2 separate regions of the Sus scrofa genome follow, and region 1 is linked to region 2. The links are chromatin contacts, called in public HiChIP or PLAC-seq maps. All regions are on one chromosome and are shown on one strand. The core of a region is the stretch at or near the end of the contact, and the rest is flanking DNA. Distances in the headings are between cores, read along the strand shown.

Region 1 (5,601 bases), core at 2,023-4,522, 210 kb after region 2:
ACAACCTAATCTCCAGTGTGATGGTATGAGGATGTGGGCCCTCTGGGAGGTGACTGGGTCATGAAGGTAGAGCCCTCAGGAGTGGGATTCATGCCCTTAAAAAGGAAACCCTGGGGAGCTCTACTGCCCCTTCTACTATGCTAGCACACAACCAAAAGACAGCTGTCCATGAAACAGGAAGAGGGTTCCAACCAGACACCGAATCTGCTGGAGTCTTGCATTTGGACTTCTACCCCTCTGAACTGTGAGAAATATTTGGTGTTTAAGCCACCCAGTCTATTACAGTATTTTGTTATAGCAGCCTGCACAGACTGAGACACATAGTAAGACCTGGTACTGCCTGACTGCACTGCTCAGAAGCAAATTTTATAAACTTTTCCTTCCGCTTTAGAAACTGTAACTTTTTACCCTCAGCACCTTGTAAGCTCGTACAAACCCCTCTGTCATCTGTTGTTTAGTTTCTCTGGGACTATTTATAACTCAGGTTATACCTTCCTCTGACTCTTCTTTTCTTTCACCCTAATTTCATAAATTGAATGTCATGTTCCAACTTGTGAGGCTTGTTTTAATTGCTCCCTCCATCGTTCCCCATGCTAGGGATAATCTGAAGTGGTTATAGAAAGAAATTTACGCATCTGCCTAACATTCAAGCAACATCTATATGCAAAACACTGTGGAGTGTCCAAAGCTGAATTAGAGTCAGATTCAGCTCTCATGTAGTTTCAATTTATAGGAAAGATAAAACATTAAAAACATATGTTACAAGAAAAGGACAGAAGGAAGTGTTAGATGGAAGTAGCAAGTTCCAAGGAAAATGACATTTGGTCTTTCCTAGGAGATTAGGAAGAATTTCATGGAAGTCATTTTTGGATTGAACCTTAAAGTATTCTTCTGAATTATATGGGAAACAATATATTTTATTTTTTGATGTCACAGCCCCAGCAAGTGGTTTTGCGCTGAATTTAATGGAAGTTACATAGAACATTTTGTGTGTAGGAGGAGGAAGAAAGGGAAGTAACCACAAAATTAAAAAAAAGAAAAACAAAATCCTGGATGACTTTTAGCATCTGTTCCACTCCCACATTAATAAAATTCACCTGGAAATTCCAAACAAAAGGAGACCAGAAAACAAGAGTGGGGTGGGTGGAAAGAAGGGCGTATTGGTGAAGAAAAAATCAAAGGGGAGAAAAAAGCCACAGTGCTTTCTGGGGCCAGAAATCACTATCATCCTTCCAACATATACACACACACACACACACACACACACACAACCAGGAACATGCTCAGCAGGGATGCTGAGACTTTACTAGATGTGTCTCCCCAGAACGATGCCATGTACCGTAGTGCCCAAGGGAAAAGAGGGGAGGGAAGCAGGGCATGAGCAGGCTGGGGTGGGGGCATAAGAGAAGAAAACACCCATAATGGAGGAGATGGTGAAGGATGAAGTAGGTATAAGACATGTATATAGAGGGAGAAAGCACTGAGGAGCACTTAAACTAAAAACAAAATCCTAAATGTCAAATATATATTTTTTTAATTTCTATGCTATTCCTACCCTGAACTTCCTAATGGTTCCCTTTGTTTAAAAAATTAATTCTGGAGTTCCTGTTGTGTCTCAGCCATAACAAACCCAACTGGTATCCATGAGGATGTGGGTTTGATCCCTGGCCTGGCTCAGTGGGTTGAAGATCTGGCCTTGCCATGAGCTGTGGTATAGGTCACAGATGTGGCTTGCATCCCATGTCTGCTGTGGTTGTGGGCATAGGTCAGCAGCTGAAGCTCCAATGTGATCCCTGGCCTGGGAATTCCCATACACTCTGGGTATGGCCCTAAAAAGCAAAAATAAATAAATAAATAAATAAATAAATAAATAAATAAATAAATAAATTTGTCCGTGCACATTTCATTAATACTTTCCTCTTGCTTCAGAGTGGTTTGTGATCCCACTGGTTGAGGCTTAGCATGGACAGACCTGTACCCAGAAAGCTGCTCAAATTTCCAGACACCAGACCTCCTAAGCCAGGCAAAGCTTGTATGTTCTTGGGGCTGGTATGCCCATCATCCCCTGTGCAAACACCCTGGTTTAGGACCCCACGGCTGTTTATGGCCTGGAACTTCCTCTCATGGGGACTATTTCAGTGTCTGGCTGGGCTTCTCAGGTAGAGTATAGAGAAAAGATCCCACTCATGTAGACCTCCTGCAGATCTGTTCCAAAAAGACTGAAGGTAGGCCATTGCCCAATACAGTGAAGGCGTCAGGGCCTCTTGGGCCTATAAAGTGCTGTATCTGCTGAATTTTGAGGTATGGTGTTACAGAATGTTAAAATGTGCCTTCTCCTGGAACACCCGTGTCTCCCAGGAAGTTGCTCTCCCTCCACTGGGGCCACAATTAGAAGATGATACCTGCTGTGAAGGAGCTGACCATCTGTGACCCAGGTCTCTTACCTAGGCTTTGTTAGTGAGCCAGTATGGTTGTATCAATCCTCATGGTTTCTTTGGGTTCATTTAATACCCTGGCATTCTGTGTTCCATGTGCTGCTATGGGTGTTTTCTCATCAGGGGGAAGCATATTCTGGATTAAGTTTAGAAGCGGTGTTCCTGATGATCTAGCTGCTTTTGAGGTGATCCATATGGGCTCTACCCTAGGCTGAGGGGCTCCCCACTGGACACTAGTGGAGGGGTCAGCGTGGTGGGCACAGGAATCTGCCAGGCCCATTACTCCTGTGGGAGACAGAGGTAACTACTTGGTTTGGGGGCACAGATTTGGCCGAGTACCATGTAGAAGCAATGGAGCAGCGCTGACAAGGCTGCCTGCCAAGGGCATCAGTCTGTTTTCTACCCTGGCCTATCCCAGGCCAGGGGATACGGGAGCAGCAGGTGTGGGTCCTGGTTCTAGAATGCACGGAGCTGGCTGCAGTTTGGTATTCAGGGAAGAATTCTGGTCCTAGTTAGCTGGATCCAGGAGAGGTTTCAGATCATTCTGAAGGCAAATATCTGTGTGTTCAGAGGAGCTTTGCTTCTGTCTTGTTGGTAGGGATGTTCTGGATGTGAAAAGAGGTGGCAGATCCTCAAGGCAGCTTCTGAACCTTGAAAACATACAGACCATTTGGGCTAATATTTTCTGAGCAGGTGTGGGCTGTCCATAGTCTGGCTATGGAAAGGTCTAGAAGAGGAGATTCATCCTGGAGGGAACTCTTGCCGAGGCAGTGACACTGGCCCTTGCTGGCCCCTTTATGCTGGCTGCCTGCATGCTTTGTTCCTGTTTTTCTGTGTTCTGGAATTTGTTCTGGTTTTGGTCTTGCAGCTTCAGCATTATCTATGTGCTTCCTGCTGCCAGAGGAGAAACTTGCATATTGAGGGCACGCAGTACTCAAGAGTTACCCCCGACAGTGCTGATCCTAGAGCTCAGGGGTCCAGGAGCCATGATCTCAAGGCAACCCCTACCTTTCAGGAAGTTCACTTTGCTCTTTAATCTACATTTGGATACAGAAGAACTTTCTGATGATGATCTCTGCCTTCTAAACAGAAGTGAATTTCTGGTTGAAAATTGGACTGACCCCAGCTAGTTTCACATTTAGTCCCTGGAGGCAGGGAAGGTGCTGGGAAGGGGGAGGAAGCTTTGATCCAGGACACAATAAGCCACTGCACTGGGTGGTACCCTCTCCTCTTCCCTCTCCCCACAGAAGCCCTTAAAGTGTTTCGACCTCTGCAAGAGACCGTGTAAATGAAGCATATAAGAAACAAGCTTGGAAAGGTAGGTTGGAACAAATTTTAGGAAAGTCTTAAATGCTAGATAATAAATTTAGAGTTTTTTGATAGGGAGTAGGGAACTACTGAAGATTTCTGAACACGGGAGGGACATGAACATGACATGGCTTTAGAATGATTCACTCTCCCACTACTGTTTTGAGGGAAAAGAGTCAAGATGCTTTAAGGTATAAGTAAGAGAATATTGAACTGAGATGGCCTAGATGATAGAGATTTATCACCTCATATAAGAAGCAGCCCCATAACTGTAAAGAGAAATTCAGTTGTTTTTCACAAAGCAATGGTGATATGTGAAACCAAGAGACTGAATGAGGGTATTAAGAAAGAACATAGAAACAACAAAATGTCACCAACTAAGAAATTTAGAGAATGTCACGGGGGAAAGTTAGGAAGCAGAAAACAAAAAAATAAATTCCTTATTATCTAATTTTTGTTACCTCTAGTTTAGCATGAGCTCACATCTAACCCCAAATGACCTTTTTTGTTTATTTGTTTGTTTGTTTTTGCTTTTTAGGGCTGCACCCACTACATGTGGAAGTTATCAGGCTAGGGGTCCAATCAGAGCTGCAGCTGCTGGCCTACACCACATCATCAGCAATGCAGGATCACAGCTGTGACTGCGACCTACACCGCAGCTCACGGCAACACTGGATTCTTAACCCACTGAGGGAGGCCAGGGATCAAGCCCGCATCCTCATGGATGCTAGCTGGGTTTGTTACCCCAGCCACAATGGGAACTCCCCTAAATGATAATTTTTAAATGAAAACAGTTCAACCTCTCAGGAATATTACATTCTCATTTCAGAAAACCAATTGAGCCAAGCATCAGGATAACCAAAAGAGTCCTTTCTCTACAGATGAGACCTCTGTATGATCCATTTCAAAATCATTTTATTTACTGTCAACAAAAGTAGTCAGAGCATTCATCCCTAGTGGCCACTGGTTATCTTAAGAGACGTTCCCACATTTATATAGGGAGCACCCACTGGAATCCATAAAGCAACTCGACAATCCACAGAGCTGTCTCCTGCTAAAACAGGAAGGATGCAGTCCTGCAGGCTTGATACAGTTGTCTGTGACCAGGCAAGGCACTCATCAAAAATTTCAGATGTGAATGCCCAAGCCAGGCATACCTGTTCACTTGTCTCTGCCAAGTGTCCTCACCATGAGGTTCTATTTTCACAGCAAGGAAAAGGGAGGTAGACTTAAAACAAAAAAAATGAAACGTCCACTTGCCATTTTTCACGTTTGATGGAGCTTAGTTACTGTGTCACCTCTGTCATTTTTCTGAGCCCTCTGGATGGTAGTGGCAACTGCCAGCCAAGGCAACTATCGCTCAGTGCTCTGCCGAATAACTCTTTTTCTCACCTATAGATTAAAATGACCCAGTAGTAGGAAAGGGGTGGTAATGATTCTATGGGGAAACCAAAAGAAATAATGAACTTTTGCAAACGATGAAGTTGACAGCAGGTGACTGCCCTCTCAGCTTGATTCTATGGCCCACACCTAAGGACTCAACTCCTTGCCCTTGGGGTGATGTGCTTTTGCCAGAGAAAATAATGAAAATGGCTAACTTGAAATAAACAGTGCTGCATCCTACAAAACTATACCAGAGCTTTTAATTTACAAAACCCAGCTGTGCAATTTTCAGACTGATCCCTCTCACACTATACATTTCTTAAGTGGATTTGAATGAATGAAAACTATGTAAGCATCTATAGATGTAGAGATACAGATATAGAGAGTTAATATTTACCAAGCCCTTAGCATGTGCAAATATGTTTACCTATATTAACCTATTTAAACTTTATAAGGAAGGTGCTATTATCATTAT
Region 2 (5,038 bases), core at 1,990-4,489:
ATGTATTTTGATTTGCAAATCTGGCAAACCTCAGTAGAAATTAGGGTTCCTCTGCTTAAAGGAAGAAGCAAATGGATACTGGAATAGGTAAGCACAGGTCCCTGGCATAGCTACTTAAAAGGATCTTGTGTAATTAAATGTTATCCAGCTATGGGATTGAAAGATGAACACTGAGATAGGGGATAGGAAAACCTCTGAGATCATCTTTGCTCACTTTGTTAATAAACCTATATTAATAAATCTTTACTAGTAAAATCAGTGATTGGGACCATCATATAAAGTACTTGACCTCTCATGTCTAGTATTTGTTAGTGAGACTGCAGTGTACTTTGTGGGATTTTCTGCACTTACAGTAGGAAGATACTGACCATAACACAAAGATCTTTGAAAATTGCCTTTACGGTTCTATAGGTGAAAATACATTTTTACTTATTTTGAGTCAGATTTCTCTCTCTGAATCTGACAAAGGTGTGACCCTGTTCCCTTCTGAATGATCCCTTTTTACTTGTCATAGATTTTGAATGTTAATTCAGACTTACTATTTATTTAACTCATTTAGTTTACCTTGGAATATGAGGGGAGCGCCCAGAGACCACTGGTTTTATTTTTGGCATAAGCTGAGCTTCCTAAGTGCAGAAGCACTTTTCTGTCAGATCCTAAGGTCATCTCTGAATGGGCCAGCTTTCATTCATGAATGGGCCTTCCCACATCCAGGCTGGGTCTAATTCACAGCAGAAAAGGAACACTTTGACTTTCTATTCACATTCCATTTGGTGGAAAGCAGCAAGCTACATCTTGATAAAGCCACAATATCCATACTTTCTTGTCTTCACATCCTGGTCCATACACTGACCATCAAAACTGTATCTGATAGAGATTCGCGTAAGTACTTTTTTCTTGTTCTCTGCCTCACTTTGTCTATCCTTACTTCCAGGATATCTATTCCTCTCACTTCAACAAGAAAATATATATCAAGTTTTAAAATTATAGGATTTTTATTACAAAAAGTAGAATAAAAAAGAATGACTAGAATATTTGGGATTACTGCTTTTCTTATACCTTGATTCTGAAACTACTGAATGATTCATAATTCATTTCCAGGCATGAATACTATTCTTCTGGATACCTCAGAGTCATGATAAGGGAAAAAACATCCTGAGAGAGCAAACAAAGAAGCAACATATTTGTGGCTCAAACTAGGTGAATGGAAAAGAACAGAACACTCAATGGATTAAATAGAATCCTGCAAAGCTAGGCTTAGTGGTTGAATGGTCGCCCGGTTTGTATTAAAGGACTTATTTCCATTTACAAAATAATTCCCTTTGTAGGGTTCAAGGCTTAATATGCTGGGCATTTTTCCAGCCCTAAGCATTTATTTTAAAAAAAGCTTTACTTGTCAAGAAAATTCAGGTTCAGAGATGATGAATTTAATGATGGTATCTACAACTTGAAGTTCTGATGAATTTCAGGTGCTGAACATCTTCCAACCATTTTTACTGGAATGGGAGGGATACAGCAAATGCCATGACTCAGTTTCAGTTGTGTTATCACCTCCGATCAGATCAAAATGCCCTTGAAACTGAGGATATGCACTCCTGAGAGTGCTTACATTCAACATATGGTTACACAAAGCCAAACTTCAAGATAAAAGTGAAGGAAATCAGACAGCTGCCCAGAAATTTCCAAATATTGGCAATATATTAGGATGAATGACTCAATTTTTCACTTTTCATCCTCCCATGTACAACTATCCAAAGCTGAGGTTATCTTGGTGGTTGCACTGATTTGGCCATAATAGATCTTATAAGCTTCCTAAGATCATGGCCTGCAGGACTGTGAATACTAATATAAGTATACATGAATTTTGACACATTCCAGTGGTCTTACTGGCACCTACTGAGCTTTCAGTGCAAGGTCTGATCATTGATCATCTCCAACTCCTGGTTCTCTTTGTCAAGTCTGACATATGGTTGGCACTTAATATGTGTCAGACAAATGAAATGAAATGACTAACAATGCAGTGGAAACTTAACCACAATAGCTGTTACACTCAGTAGAAATATTTCCAAAGCTAAACCAAGTGTTTTAAAAATGCAGCTCTGAAAAAAGGAACTAAAACAAATATGAAAACTAAGACACAAAGCCAAGTTAATCAACAACTGGGCTACATCATATAAATGTACATCTGATGAACATCTCTCTGAACTTGGGTTTCATTTGGAGGAGATTAGTGTATTCTCTATAACATAAAGACCCACATAGCGATAAGTAAGAACAGTTCAAAAGTCAATATTAATTAAAAAGGAATTTTTTTTTGTCTTTTTGCCTTTTCTAGGGCTGCTCCCACGGCATATGGAGGTTCCCAGGCTAGGGGTCGAATTGGAGCTGTAGCCACCGGCCTGTGCTAGAGCCACAGCAATGCGGGGTCTGAGCCACGTCTGCAACCTACACCACAGCTCATGGCAATGCCAGATCCTTAACCCACTGAGCAAGGCCAGAGATGGAACCCGCCACCTCATGGTTCCTAGTTGGATTTGTTAACCACCGAGCCAGGACAGGAACTCCAAAAAAGAATTGATTTTCAACTGAAGTCCACTGACAGATAAATGGATAAAGAAGATGTGTTATACACACTCACACACACACACACACACACTCGTGTGTAAGAGAATATTACTCAGTTATTAAAAAGAATGAAATAATGTCATTTGTAGCAACATGGATAGATGTAGAGATCATCATACCTAGTAAATCAGAAAGAGAAAGATCAATATCATATGACATCACTTATATTTGTAATCTAAAAAAACGATACACATGAACTTATTTTCAATACTAAAATAGACTGACAGACATAGAAAACAAACTTATGGTTACCAAAGGGGTAAGGTGGTGAGGAAGGAATCATTTAGGAGTTTGGACTTAACAGATATACACTACTACAAAAAAAAATAGATAAACAACAAGGACCTACTATATAGCAAGGTATATTCACTACCTTATCATAACCTATAATGGAAAAGAATCTGAAAAAGAATATGTATATGTATAATTGAATCACTTTGCTATACATCAGAAACTAACAGAACATTGTAAGTCAGTTATACTTCAATAAAAAGGAGTGGCTTCCTCTGTAATTTGGTACGAAGAATATTTAAGAGGCACTCACTCCTTGTGCACAGCAATGTTGAAATCTGTTCCTCCTCTCCACTTCCTTCCTCATCCCAGCCATTTAGATTCTCTTCAATCTCCTTCACTCTAACTCCCAGGACACTCCTCTTCGTCCTCCCCCCGCCACATGGCCTTTTCCCCTCCTTCCCCGTCAGCATTTGACATATAAGGAGAGTGAGATCCTATAACGTGTGTGGTGTTTAGGAACACAATTTCTTTTATAGCCATCACAGACATTTTAAAGCATAGTTAAATCTCACTCTGGCAGATGATTTATCTGCTATAGGATGGTAGCAAGGTAGGTAAGTGAGATCATACTGTTTTCAAAGTATAGATTTGGTAAAAGGTGTTTTATAGAACCTGGCATCCTTGAACTTAATGTTTCGGTTAATGTGAGTCTCACTTTAGGTAACAGCACTTACTGGCAGAGGTTGGATTAGCTACTTAGCTTTAGGACAACTGTAAGGATTGAGACAAAGGGACATTACAAAACTAAGCCAGGTGTTTCTCATTTATCCTCTGGAGGCAGCACATGTTACAAGCCTATTTCTTACAAAGGATCTTCAGGGAATTCTTTTATCACTTAGTGGTACCAGTTGACATGTCCCTTTCTAAGGTCATGTCTAGCTCTGAAAAAATGGCTTTACAAAATTTTCTCAACTACTAGTGTTGGAGACGTGATGTTTACTAAGTGGATATGATGTCTAGGCACTGACTGGCTATTGTCCACCTTGTGAAAATCTGATTAATTCCAGAAAAACACACTAACACAATTAAGGTATACACATACTGGAATGAAAACTGGGACATTATATATTCTGGCTGCAATGTTAGATATTGTTGATTACATTTGAAGAAACTGAGACTTTTTTTTTTTTTTAATTTTCTCACAGTACAGCAAGGGGGTCAGGTTATCCTTAGATGTATACATTGCATTTACAGTTTTTTCCCCCACCCTTTCTTCTGTTGCAACATGAGTATCTAGACATAGTTCTCAATGCTATTGAGACTTTAAAAAAGAGTAGATAATGGAGTTTAGTTGGATCTATATTCCTAATATTATTCTCTTTCTGACTGTTCTGATCCTTATTGAATTGTGCCCCCCGCCATGTTCTTGTCATGGTCATCAGATCTCCGTGGTAAATGGTTTTCATCTAACATATGTTTACTTTCAAGTTACAAGTGTATTCTTTGGACATCTGCCATGTTCCCTCCAGAATCCTCTTGGCTGTATTCTCATTCTAGCCACTGCTGCATTGGGCAACTTATTCCCTGCAGGCTTTGATCTATCAGCACAGCTCTCAGGGGTCAGAACTGCCCAGCACTTGGTCTCTGCTCTAGTTAGATACTGCTGGCTTCCTCTCCTGGAAGGAGACGCTGCAAAACTGGAGACGCTGCTTATACATTCACAACCAGAAGAATGAAAGTGATAATGCCTAGGGTCCTTCCTTTAGCACTGGTGGATGGAACACAAATACTTTCCTGTTTGCTCTATGTGATTCCTTTTGCGACCCTTTTTATGAGTCCTCAGAAAGTCCCAGCAGAATGAACCATCAGCTTCCTATATCAGAAGCCAAGCCTACAACATTTTTTTGCACAGGTTTTCCCTTCTTCAATGTTCTCCTCCCCTGCCATGCACCTCTGCTCTAAAGGATCACATTTTCAAAGAAATTGGGCACATGCATGTCTGTCTCAAGCTCTGGGAAGACACAGGCTCTAATATATATTTGTCCCACTGTTGGTAATCCTCTTCTTATCCGTTGGTAAGGAAGAGTTACATAAAAACCCTTTCCATGTTCTTTTCCTTTGATTACCAGAAACATCTACAGTGTCCAGTTAGTAAGTACTAAATATATATGGGTGTTGA

The links. HiChIP or PLAC-seq counts read pairs in DNA pulled down with a chosen protein or histone mark.
Region 1: an H3K27ac HiChIP or PLAC-seq map of alveolar macrophages shows a contact between it and region 2. The contact joins two enhancer-like sites. A contact is called at or near these places in 1 of 47 Hi-C or Micro-C datasets (heart right ventricle) and 2 of 2 datasets of contacts at active chromatin or transcription factors (alveolar macrophages and skeletal muscle).

Annotation. Positions count from the first base shown.
Region 1 is chr16:45,989,307-45,994,907 of Sscrofa11.1, reverse strand. No RefSeq gene overlaps it. Among named protein-coding and RNA genes, the nearest start is that of CD180, 400 kb to the right of the region's middle. Within about 2 kb of position 3,272, at least 8 of the 83 cell types and tissues checked have an H3K27ac peak or open chromatin away from gene starts, as enhancers often do. A contact at or near this core is called in alveolar macrophages, where this site is marked.
Region 2 is chr16:46,199,617-46,204,654 of Sscrofa11.1, reverse strand. No RefSeq gene overlaps it. Among named protein-coding and RNA genes, the nearest start is that of PIK3R1, 230 kb to the left of the region's middle. Within about 2 kb of position 3,239, at least 5 of the 83 cell types and tissues checked have an H3K27ac peak or open chromatin away from gene starts, as enhancers often do. A contact at or near this core is called in alveolar macrophages, where this site is marked.